3 separate regions of the Mus musculus genome follow, and all the other regions are linked to region 1. Evidence: chromatin contacts called from public Hi-C data. All regions are on one chromosome and are shown on one strand. Each heading gives the region's core, a stretch centred on a gene start, on an enhancer-like site or on the middle of the called end of the contact. The rest is flanking DNA. Distances are from core to core; before and after follow the strand shown. Region 1 overlaps Fggy (FGGY carbohydrate kinase domain containing). Region 2 has its middle 130 kb from the start of Gm32240. Region 3 has its middle 43 kb from the start of Gm32240.

What was found. Hi-C and Micro-C count contacts between places; a contact is called where the count stands out from the background.
Region 2: a contact with region 1 is called in a Hi-C map of bone marrow-derived macrophages, with 14 read pairs. The contact joins two enhancer-like sites. A contact is called at or near these places in 3 of 15 datasets of contacts at CTCF or cohesin (the NIH/3T3 cell line, large pre-B cells and pro-B cells) and 5 of 484 Hi-C or Micro-C datasets (bone marrow-derived macrophages, embryonic somatosensory cortex, granulocyte-monocyte progenitors and 1 more).
Region 3: a Hi-C map of bone marrow-derived macrophages shows a contact between it and region 1, with 13 read pairs. The contact joins two enhancer-like sites. A contact is called at or near these places in 1 of 15 datasets of contacts at CTCF or cohesin (pro-B cells) and 1 of 484 Hi-C or Micro-C datasets (bone marrow-derived macrophages).

The regions. Positions count from the first base shown.
Region 1 is chr4:95,869,170-95,872,941 of GRCm38.p6, forward strand. The region is part of intron 14 of Fggy (FGGY carbohydrate kinase domain containing); the gene reads left to right. Among named protein-coding and RNA genes, the nearest start is that of Hook1, 96 kb to the right of the region's middle. Within about 2 kb of position 2,237, at least 13 of the 459 cell types and tissues checked have an H3K27ac peak or open chromatin away from gene starts, as enhancers often do. A contact at or near this core is called in bone marrow-derived macrophages, where this site is marked.
Region 2 is chr4:95,339,137-95,342,657 of GRCm38.p6, forward strand. No RefSeq gene overlaps it. Among named protein-coding and RNA genes, the nearest start is that of Gm32240, 130 kb to the left of the region's middle. Within about 2 kb of position 2,040, at least 10 of the 459 cell types and tissues checked have an H3K27ac peak or open chromatin away from gene starts, as enhancers often do. A contact at or near this core is called in bone marrow-derived macrophages, where this site is marked.
Region 3 is chr4:95,248,841-95,252,188 of GRCm38.p6, forward strand. No RefSeq gene overlaps it. Among named protein-coding and RNA genes, the nearest start is that of Gm32240, 43 kb to the left of the region's middle. Within about 2 kb of position 1,416, at least 18 of the 459 cell types and tissues checked have an H3K27ac peak or open chromatin away from gene starts, as enhancers often do. A contact at or near this core is called in bone marrow-derived macrophages, where this site is marked.

The DNA.
Region 1 (3,772 bases), core at 987-3,486:
TTCCAGAACTCTTTTCAACACGTGGGCCTAAACTCTGGACCCATGAAACAGTAATTCTGCATAGCCCCTTCCATAGCCGCTCCCACAGCTCCTGACCAGCATATACCTAATTTCAACAGCTCTAACCACATTGTATAAGCAGCATTAAATAGCATTTGCCTTTGGGTGACTGGCTTCTTTCTAGCATAACAATGTGTTCCAGATCCATCTATGTTGTAGTATGTGTTGGAATTCCTTCCTCCTTCTGATCTTCTGTGTGCCCCCATTATGACTGTCACAAATGAAGATGTTACTGAGCTTCTCATTAGAGCCACTTCTTTCTAGTGGCAGAGACAAATGGCCTGGTGGTAAAACTCAGCAGCAGTGGGACCTGGGACCTGAGAATTCAGACTCCCCTTCTAGTCTCATATATGACTAACACAGACAACGAATAGAATTTCATGCTGTGCTTTCCACCGGGACCCCAATTTCTCTTTAGCTGCTGCTCCGAGCCTCCGTTCAGCCTTGGGGAAGTTTGAGGTTACAGGTCTGAAAGGTGAGGTGTTGCCTTGGGTAGCCTTGTTTCTAGCCCAACTCCAAAATGCCCAGGTGAGCGTCTGAGGCAGTTCTTTGAGGGACAGGATAAACTAAGACCTTCACTTTAAAACTTGTCCTTTTTAAAAAAAAATTGTTTTGAATTGTTGACAGTTTTCTGTACCTATCTGGTTTAAACATGGTCTCCTAAACAGTGCGGTGGCATGATTACATGTTTGCCTGGGTTGTTCTGAAGCAGCAGAATATGACCATGTGTGACATTCAGATCACTCAAATGTCTTCTTCCAATATAAGACTTACTAAGCAAACTCACAGAGGGCAGCAGAATATGCCAACTGACCAAGCGGGTTCTGCAGGCCAGAGATAGCCCTTTTTTTTTCCCCCTATAAAAACACTCAGCAGCGCTAGGTGTGGTAACATGCAGGAGGCCTTGCCTGAAGGATCAGCATGAATCAAGGTCAGCCTTGGATACAGATGGAGTTTGAGGCTAGCCTGGGCTACAAAATGAGTTCTTGTCTCAAAAAAGAAAATGTGCAGGAGGGAGACTATCAACAAACAAACAAGCAGATAAACCACTTTGACTAGAGGTGTCTTTCTCTCTCTCTCTCTCTCTCTCTCTCTCTCTCTCTCTCTCTCTCTCTCTCTCTCTCTCTCTCTGTCTGTCTCCCTGGCCATTAAGAGCAATCCCTCCTTACAGTCCCTATCCTTGTTTACTGGCTAGTATTATTCCCAGGACAGTACCGATCCATCCCCCCCCCCCACCTCTGTTGACCACTAACACATCCCCTCTACTTCCTTTACTACCTCGTGGTTCAGGTGCCATTCACTGACCTCAGCTTTGATAAAGAAAAAATTTCGGATACAGAACCCTTCCTTGGTTCTGTGGAGCCGAGCATCTTTTTAAGGCTGGCTACTTGAGCTACTGCTCCGGACCTTCCCCTCTCCTTTCTTTGGATAACAGGACAGTGGTCCGCAAAGGGAAGCATCCGTTACCTTTCTCTTAGAGTTGAGTTCATTTTCCATTGCATGTTTCTGTTTAAACAGAAAGCCTTTTTAAAAGGGCTGAACACGCATTGAGTGTGCATGCTAAATGTTTAATATGTGTGTGCCCACAGCCAAGAGAACAGAGAAGCCTTAAGTAATAATGAAGCTGGATTATGCACGTTGTGTGCTTTACATGGCAGTGACTTCTAAATATACCCTTAACAGCCAGGTATTATTTAATACATCCCTATTAATCAAGCTGCCAAATCTAAATGAAAACCATGTTTAAATATATTTAATAAGATTATGGCTTTGAGGTGAGTAGCAAGCTAATGTTAGCTGCATTTATTTTCCTCCCAGCCAGGCCTCCTTCACTCTCTTGTGTTTTCATTCTGGAAGCTTCTTTCTCCGGTGAAGACAGTGTGATTACAAAGCGACTGGTACTGCAAACTTTCTGTGTGGATTTCATCTTAGTGAATAAATGGGAATGTTTTAAGAAAAGAAAACAACATCTGCAAATGGGAAATGAAATGTCATTTCTTCTTAGGGTGAGCCATTGAATTAAGGCGGAAATTAATAATCGCCATAGAGAAATGAGTTGTTTCTACCTTCTGCAATATAGTGTCTGCTTTTGGATCCGGTATCACTCTCGTAGTGTCTTGAGTTAAATGTTGTTACTTTTCCTTTTAATGGTTGGTTTTTTTGTTGGTTTTGCAATAGTGACACCCAGTGGCACTAATGAACATTGCAAGGGCTGCTAAATGCTGTCTTTCTAAAGCAATCCCATTCCTCCTTTGGAATAAAAAATATCTAGTTTCTTGAAGTTGAAGGAATAATTGAGTCTGGACAAGACAAAATTGCAGTTCCGTCTAGTAGGCTTCTCATTTGGTACAAAGAAGGGAAGTAACGAAGGACAGGACAGATGGGGAGGAGAGGGGTCACACATACCACCCCAGCAAACTTTCAAAGTTATTAGTGAAATACCATTGTACACCCCTGCTGTGTATAACTGTTCCTCTTATTGCAGCAGTGTGTGCACTGTCCCAGCCTTTGCCACAGGCATTCCCTGCAGCCTACAGAGAAATGGCTATTTGCTGGTGTTGCAACTGCTGTGATTTCTTGTTTCTCATATCTCCAGTCCTCTCTTCCTTCCATCTAGTTCTTTTGACTCATATTTACCCCTAAGAAGTTGTGTTTGGGACTTTTAGCCAATCATTCTCCCCATTAGCATATTTTCATCGGTTCCAGATTTTGAGCTCTTAACTTGCGCCTCCCCGCTTACATGTCTTAAAACTTTTAAATCTTTGATTAAAAAGTCGTATATGCCTATTACAAACATATTAAAAGTTTCTGACTACATAAACACTGAAAACAATCCCTATAAAATGTTCAACACTGCCTACTTTGAATTTAAAATAGGGAGCACATGTTTCACATCGTTCATTGTAGAAATTTCAAGCTTTGTTTTAAAAACCAAAAATACGTGCAATACACGCCATATATAATTCACAGAAGCAGAACACACAAACCCACCATATCTGTGCACACAGCGGTGTGGCAGATGCTGCTTCTGATGCTGTTTGCATGCTGGACACTCTTCTAATCGCTTTACATGAAACAACCCATGTAAGTTCCATAGCAAGGGTCAGGAACTACTATTATGGTTGTTCCACACATGTTGATGAAGTGTTTATGCATTGCAAAAGAACAATGTCAACATGCTCGGTCATAGGATTGTAATGAATTATGGGCAGGAAGGGCTATCATCAGGTCTTTAAATGTTTTGAAGTCAGTGTCACTGTCCTTAGTCTCTCTACCCAGCTCTACTCAAAACTCCGGTATCTCCTTTACCTTCTGGCACCAGCTTTCTGTGCTCTGAATGTCATCAGCCACAGAGCTTACATTCCACTGCCCAAGAAGCAGGCAATGAAGTAAGAGAAAATGAAGCAATGAAAAGAGCAAAGACAGGTTAGGGAGAGAGGATATGCAAAGCTGATGATAAGAGCAATGGGAGTCACCATCCTAATGAAGGATGCTTGGCAGGAACCCTCAGTGGCAGAGAAGACAAAGGCTCTGTGGTGACAGTATATTGATGAGTCTATAGAACAAACAAAACCCATGGAGGCTGGGGCATGCTGGTGCGGGGAGAGATGTGTACTCTCTTCCCTTTCAGCCCTTTGACGAAGTCTTATGCCCCAGACATTGACCATGATTTAGAATGGTAGTGTTCTGTGATATAGTCAAGAAAGGGGAT
Region 2 (3,521 bases), core at 790-3,289, 530 kb before region 1:
GCAAGACAGCATAGCAACATAGCTACTCACTCAGTTTTATCATATTACTCTTAACATGGTACCCATGACTTCACAGTTTTCAGAACACCTCCACATCCTTTAATTCAGGATTTTCAAACTTTAATGTGTATGTTTGTTAATGAGACTATAATTTAGTATATCTGAATTTCTGTATTTCCAGCTGGATCCCAGTGCTACTGATAGGCTTGTCTGTGGACCACACTGCAAGTAGTGAGGACTTAAGAGAATCCAAGGTGATAGATTACATCATCCCAGTTTTAGAGCTGAATATTCTCAGGGCTGCACACAGATGGGGGATAAAGAGTATGCATGCATATCAGGACCTGTCCAGTCCTGCAGGAAGGAGACTTGAAGATGACCAGCATGCCTAGCCATCCATCATAGTCTGTGTGAACATGGAGACATCATTTGCAGTTTCTGACTTTCAGAAAGCTGGGCTGAGACAAGAGAATGACAACACTGATGTCACAGCTGCTTCGGGCCACAGTCATGAAAGAACTCACAGGGAGGTCTCAGGCTCTGCATTGTGATGACCTGTAGTCAGTCCCCAGAAAGCTTCCGTAGAAGTTCCTTTTTGTGTTGCTGGAATAAAATACCCTGTTGCTGGGATAAAATACCCTGACGAGGGCAACTTAGGAAACACAGTCCTTGCAAATATCCATAGCCACCTGGTAGCTATTTGTAGTTATATCAGTGTTTCCTGAAATGGACATCACAGCATTATTAGGATATTACAGAATGAAACCATTCTTAAAGCGAAATTGTACACTTTGCTTTGCTGACATCAAGCCACAAAATCTTGTAATTACTTCTGATGAAAACTGGCATTGGGTATAGTTAGCATAGTGATAGTTGGCATCCCCGAGACTTCCTCATTTGGGCATTTCAATATTGTTTGTCATTATGAAAGTCCTGAAGAAACTATGAAAGGTGGCTCTGCAAAAAGGCACAGAGTCTGCCCAAGCTTTCCCCTTCCTTCCTTCCTTCCTTCCTTCCTTCCTTCCTTCCTTCCTTCCTTCCTTCCTTCCTTCCTTCCTTTTTTTCTTTCCTTCCTGTAAGTGTGTGTGGGTATGTATGTATGTGTGTTTGTATTGGCATCTCTGAGTGTTTTCATAAAGCTAGTTATACTATAAATGCATCAAGTCTTGTTTCACTTGTATTAGATGTTTATACGAGGAATCTCAAAAAGAAGTACGCAGCAGGAGGGTTCATCGGTGCAGCTGAGGTTCTGTGTGGTGAGCACATCCCAGGGCCTTTACTCTGGATCCCTGAGCTTCAGTGAAGTAGATGCAGTGTTCATTTGGAAAGCAAGCTTTCATGTGGTAATTTTGTGTTTATCTCATTTAAGTTTTTCCCAAAGCACCAACCAGTGGTCAGTAGAGTTTATCATGTTTCCTTCTAAGAGAAAGTACTACAGTTTACTGTGGAGATCAAAATTAAGACAATATTGGCTCTCCAATTGGAGGTACATAATCAAATGTTTGAATAATTGTAAGTTAAAACATTATTGGCCCAGTAAATTTCTTGATTAATCTTTTCTAATTTCCCATTTGAATGTTTCTTATTAAAATTCTTTTATATAGATATTTTATTCTTAAAGATGTTATAGTCTGTATATTTAATAGTAAGGGGGAAATGCAATGAAAATTCGTCTTCTTTCACTATACATACAGAAACTTAATTTTTTTTCATTTTAAAGGAAGTCTTTCTTGGTACTCAATTTCTCATTTTCAATGTAAGTGATTCTAGTTGAAAAGCTGTATTACTTTTGGTTACTGTTAATACCATGCTGGAGGGATTAAGCCAATGCTAATACAGTTTGCAATTAAAAAAATATATATATATCCTCTGAAGTCATACAATCATTTCAAGTGCGCTCTAAAAGGGGAAGTTTGAAAGATTTAAGAGAATTGCGTTTTTATTAGGTTTTGCAATCTTTGCTCCATGAATTCCCCTTGTCATATTCTTCAAGAAAGGCTCTGATGAAATGATAAGGTTCATTTGCATCACTTGGTGCAGTTTCCAGAGAATCTGGATTTTATCTGCTTTGTGTTGAGGATGACATACCCGAGCTTTTCTGCAGTGGGACCCAGACTCACCCTTTGTCCTACTTAACTTTTGAGGCTTTCAATAAAATTTGGCCACCCAAAGAGGTGGGAACTTTGAAACCAATGGGTATCTTTGTCATTTCTTGTCTGGATTTCAGTTCTGCTAGAAGTAGGTATGGGGTTGCAACAGGCTGCTACTTCAGCTGAAATATCTGGACAAAATAAACTTTACCCTTGATCAAGAGAGTGCTCTCAGGAAGAGCACTTGGCTTTTATTCTAACTCAGGTGATGGCTATGTCTTTTCCCCACTGGCTGAAAATAATTGGCACACAGGAAATGGAAGAAAGGGCAAGGGGTAACTCTTCCTAGGAGGAAAGGGTTACTGCTCCTAGTAGCAAATTCCTAGACTAGAGCAGTGGGCCTCTGTGTAACCAAAACGTTTTACTGGGTGGGGAGGATTAAAACATTTGTATAAAAGTCTTACAAAGTAGGAGAGAGAAAATGATTTTAATTTCTTGTCCTAAACACAAGTTTTATAGTATTTGCTAGAAAGGACTCATATTTGATATTCTTACAGTTCCTATCTATTAGTTGGAGGTAGGAAACAAATTGTTGCAAGTCATTGCCAATCTGAGCTATCATCATGGGAAATCACCTTCGCTAGGACCCTGGATTGCACTAGAGAGTTGATGTGAGCATTGTGGACTTCCTTGAGAACTCTTCTGGGATTTTGGTCAGCATGGTATAATAACAAAGAGGATAAGATCTAGTTCATCAGCTGTGATGGCTAGTCTTCACTGTCAACTTGACTGGACACAAAGAGATTAACTGGGGAGGGCAGACTCACCCTGAATATGGACGGCTCTGTCCTATGGATTAGGGTCCTAGAGTGACTAAAAAGGAAAAAGGGAGAAAATGAGCCAACCAGCATCTGGTTCTTTCTTCTTCCCGAGTAAAGAGCTGTAAGGTAACCAGTTGCCTCCTGTTCCTTGCTATGATTTCTCCACCAGGACTGACTCTGTCCCTTTAAACCAGCATCTAAAACAAGCTGTTCTTCTTTATATTGCTTCTGACAGGTATTTTGCCAGAGCACTGGCAAAAGAAGCTATAACATATGTTAACCATGGAGTCTTGAACCACGAACCTTGCTTTATGTAGTAATCTCATTTCCTTTCCCTTATCACATAGGCCTTTCAACTTCTGCCTCAGGGCGCCAACTAAACTGGTTTATTGGGTGATGTGATTTCCTTCTGTCCGACAAAAAGTAAATTCATTTTGCTTGTTTTGTTTTGTTTTTTTCCAAATCTGGTGGTAGTCATATTTTTATTTGATAATACATGTCTTGGAGCATAGAGAACCTTACCTGACTTACACACACACACACACACACACACACACACACACACACACACACACACTTATACAATGCAAGTGTCACATGTGTGAAGCCC
Region 3 (3,348 bases), core at 166-2,665, 620 kb before region 1:
TTTCTGCCTACTATGGTCCTCTCAGACCTAGAAACTCTGGTTACCCAGTGCCTATACTTGGCACCTCAGTATAACAAAGAACCTTTGAAAATACTCGTTTTCATCTAAATTTCTTTTCTAGTGTGTGTTTTTTAAAATCAGGGTCTTAAATATTTAAATAACTTTTTAAAAGTCCCCCAGAAAAAAAATTGCAACGAGACCAAATGCCCTTAGAGTTCTGTTCATCTCAGGAAGAGCCTGAAACCCATGATTTCCTGTTGTATCGCAGCTTCTGAAGGTCCAGAGCTGGTGCAAGGCACATGATCATCAAAACCCCACCTCCTTACTAGCACATCACATTCTACCTTCCAGATCTAGCATGGAAATGTATGTCTTACAGTCCAGGTCAGCACCAGGAGAAACCATGGGCCCATCCCTGCGTGTCCCACCAGACATTACATTTACTTCCCACATGCCATTGGGGGGAAGTTTGTCCTACACTATCACTGACTATGAAGAACACTAGGCAATGTCTTAATTCTACGTGGCAATTTATCCAGCAGAGAACAGAAGTTTCCTATCTCAGTACATAGGGCAAAGTGGATGTTCACTAGGCAACTAACAATCTGCCACATTGTTAATAGAACTCTAAAAACAACAATAAAAACATTAGTTTGGGTTATACCTGGATAGGTCTTCTAGCTGCAGGAATAGTTATTTCACCTCTGGACCATTAGGTTTTTTTCATGTGTGAAACCCCACAGGATGACTATGAATAACTGTAGAAAGTACCTACCACATGATAAAGTAGCTGTCACGGAAGTTGCAACCATGTTACCCATCCTTTTCCTAAGACATTAAGTAACTTGGTTAAGACAATGGAATTCTATCCCGTTGTCCTTCTTAAAAACATTTCCAAACTGGGCTGGATGGAAAAAGGATGAAGAAGACGAAGAAGTTGGTTAGGTGGGGAGGTAAGTGTAGACAAGGTGAATCTGGGAGGAGTGAGGGAATGAATGTATCATAGTGTTGTATATAAAATTCTCAAAGAATTCACAAAATATTATTCAAAGAATTAAAAAGCATAGTTTAGAAACCAATGCAAACTCTTTAATCCATGACAATTCAATAAATACCATTTCACTTAAAAAGAAACCAAACCTTAAAAAAGGCACAATGCTGTTCACATTGCATAGTGTTTTTGAGATCTTTGTCTGGCATTCTTTTGTCTACAGTGCAGAGACAAAGAAAAGCTGTACATGCCACGATGCTCTTCTTGGCTTTTCCTTGCCCTCAGCTGGGGACAAAGAGACATCAAACCAAAACAAAACCTGGGGCATTTTTTTTTTTTAAACACAACCTTTTTCTCTTTATTCAGTTTCATTCATGAGACCAGCTAAAGGCTGTTTCTGGCCTGTTTCCCACTGCTTCCTCTTTAGCAGCACAGTTTAGGGCTCTTCTGCTCCTACCTCTCTAGCCCTGTAGAGGCTCAGTTCCTCACTCAGACCTTTTCTTTGGAGTCAGACCTGGCTGAGGAGCTAGGGACAGAAATGTTGCATGTGACAGGCCTTGCTTCTGAGGAACAGAAGTCAAGTCAGGGTAAGCAATTGGTAACAAGCAATGTTTAACACACTCCCATGTGAATGGAACTAGGGGAACAGAAATGCTCTGGTCGCAGGTTAGAGTAGGGAGGTCACAGAGAACTTTCTGGAGGTGTGCGTATGGGAGTAGATATCTTATCAACAGCATCAGGGGTGTACACTGCCTTTCATAGTTGGTGGAAAGAGCAAAGAAACATGAAGGGCAAAGGCTGCTGGGATGACAAACTTAGAGAATATTGAGAGTTAAAAATGCTTAGTGGTGTTAGATTGGAAAGGAGAAGAGAGGGAAGGCTCCATTCTCGGCAGGACTAACACTGGAAATTCCAGTGCTTTCCCCTAGCCCATGGTTTTTTTCATGCATGCATTCTAAAAAACAATGAGCTCCCAGCCATGACCAGCACTCATGCTCTGGTGGACAGTTGTGAGACCAACAATATAGCTTGACCCCCTGATTATTAGAGCTGTTTCCAGTCTCAGGATTCTGTGATTCAGGATGTAATCACTGCCTGGTTTTCATAGGTGTGTTTTCTGGGAACATCTGGCCGTGCATTTCCTTGTGTCTTCTTGACAGCCCCCAATTCTCTTTAAATAGCAAGCAGAGAGAGCTAAAAAGGAGTGATTCTGACACTTACACGGTACTAAGCAGCCCTCTTTTGCATCCCTTCTACAGTAAGCTTCCCCAGTAGTTGTGAATAAAACAGATTGGCCTGCTTTTTTAAGAGATGAGGAAAAAGGCCCAGAGAGATTAGGATCTATACTTATGAACACATGTGATAGAGGAGGGTGAAATACTCTAAAGAACACCATACCTCTTCACCTGGTGCAAGGCCTTCCCTTGCCTGGGGTAGCTCTATTGCTCCCCTTTCCTACTCTCCACAGTAATAAACTCCTGATTTTCCAGGGACATTCCCCATAATATGCCTTTGAACTTGGGATAGTAGCCAATGATTCCAAAACAGACATCTGGAACTAACTGAGGGCAGGGTCTCCCTGGAGAATGGGTCTTTGTTTAATGGCTCACTCTTACCAGCAAGTTCTCCCTCAGGTAATGTCCCACTTCAGAAAAGATTAGGCATGGAAGGGACTTCTGTTTCCTTAAACCACTCTTAGTATGAAATACACAGGGACATTGTGGCTCAGAGGTGCATGAATCCTCAGTGGATCAATGAGGAAAGAATAGAATTTAGTGCAATTCTATGAGAAAATCATGTTTGGATTTGTTATCTCACTTCTCCTAATAGGTTTTTGGCTCCAGGACAAGATGCATTAGCCAAGAGCAAGCCTAGACAGTATACCTATAGAAAGGTGTGTGCTAGTCTGGAGACTGGTGTAAATCGCTAGTGATCGTAGAAAGGACTGTCAGTGTTCTTACCTGAGGATCCTTGTCAGAGAGCCAGGTTCAGTGAGAAGCTGTGGCTATAGGAGTGCATGGCCATGTGGCCACGTCCTAGGACTTCAGGTCATCACAAGGAGATTAACAGATGACCATTGCCTACCATCTTCCCTTTTAAGGAAGAAACAGAGTCAGAACGGAGAGGTACATTGCTCAAGGTCACAATGTCAAAAAGTGGCAGAGCCAAGACTGGCGTGTTGTCATCAAAAAACCAGGAAGGACTATGGATCAGTAGTCAGGCCGTCAAACGCCTAAGTTTAAGCTCTGCTTCTGTGCTTTGCTGCCTGCATATCAAACAAGTCACTCGACATCATCAGCCTACTGCCCTTAAATGAGGTCGCTAAGAGAACTGAGTCTATAACAAAGGTGAAGGTG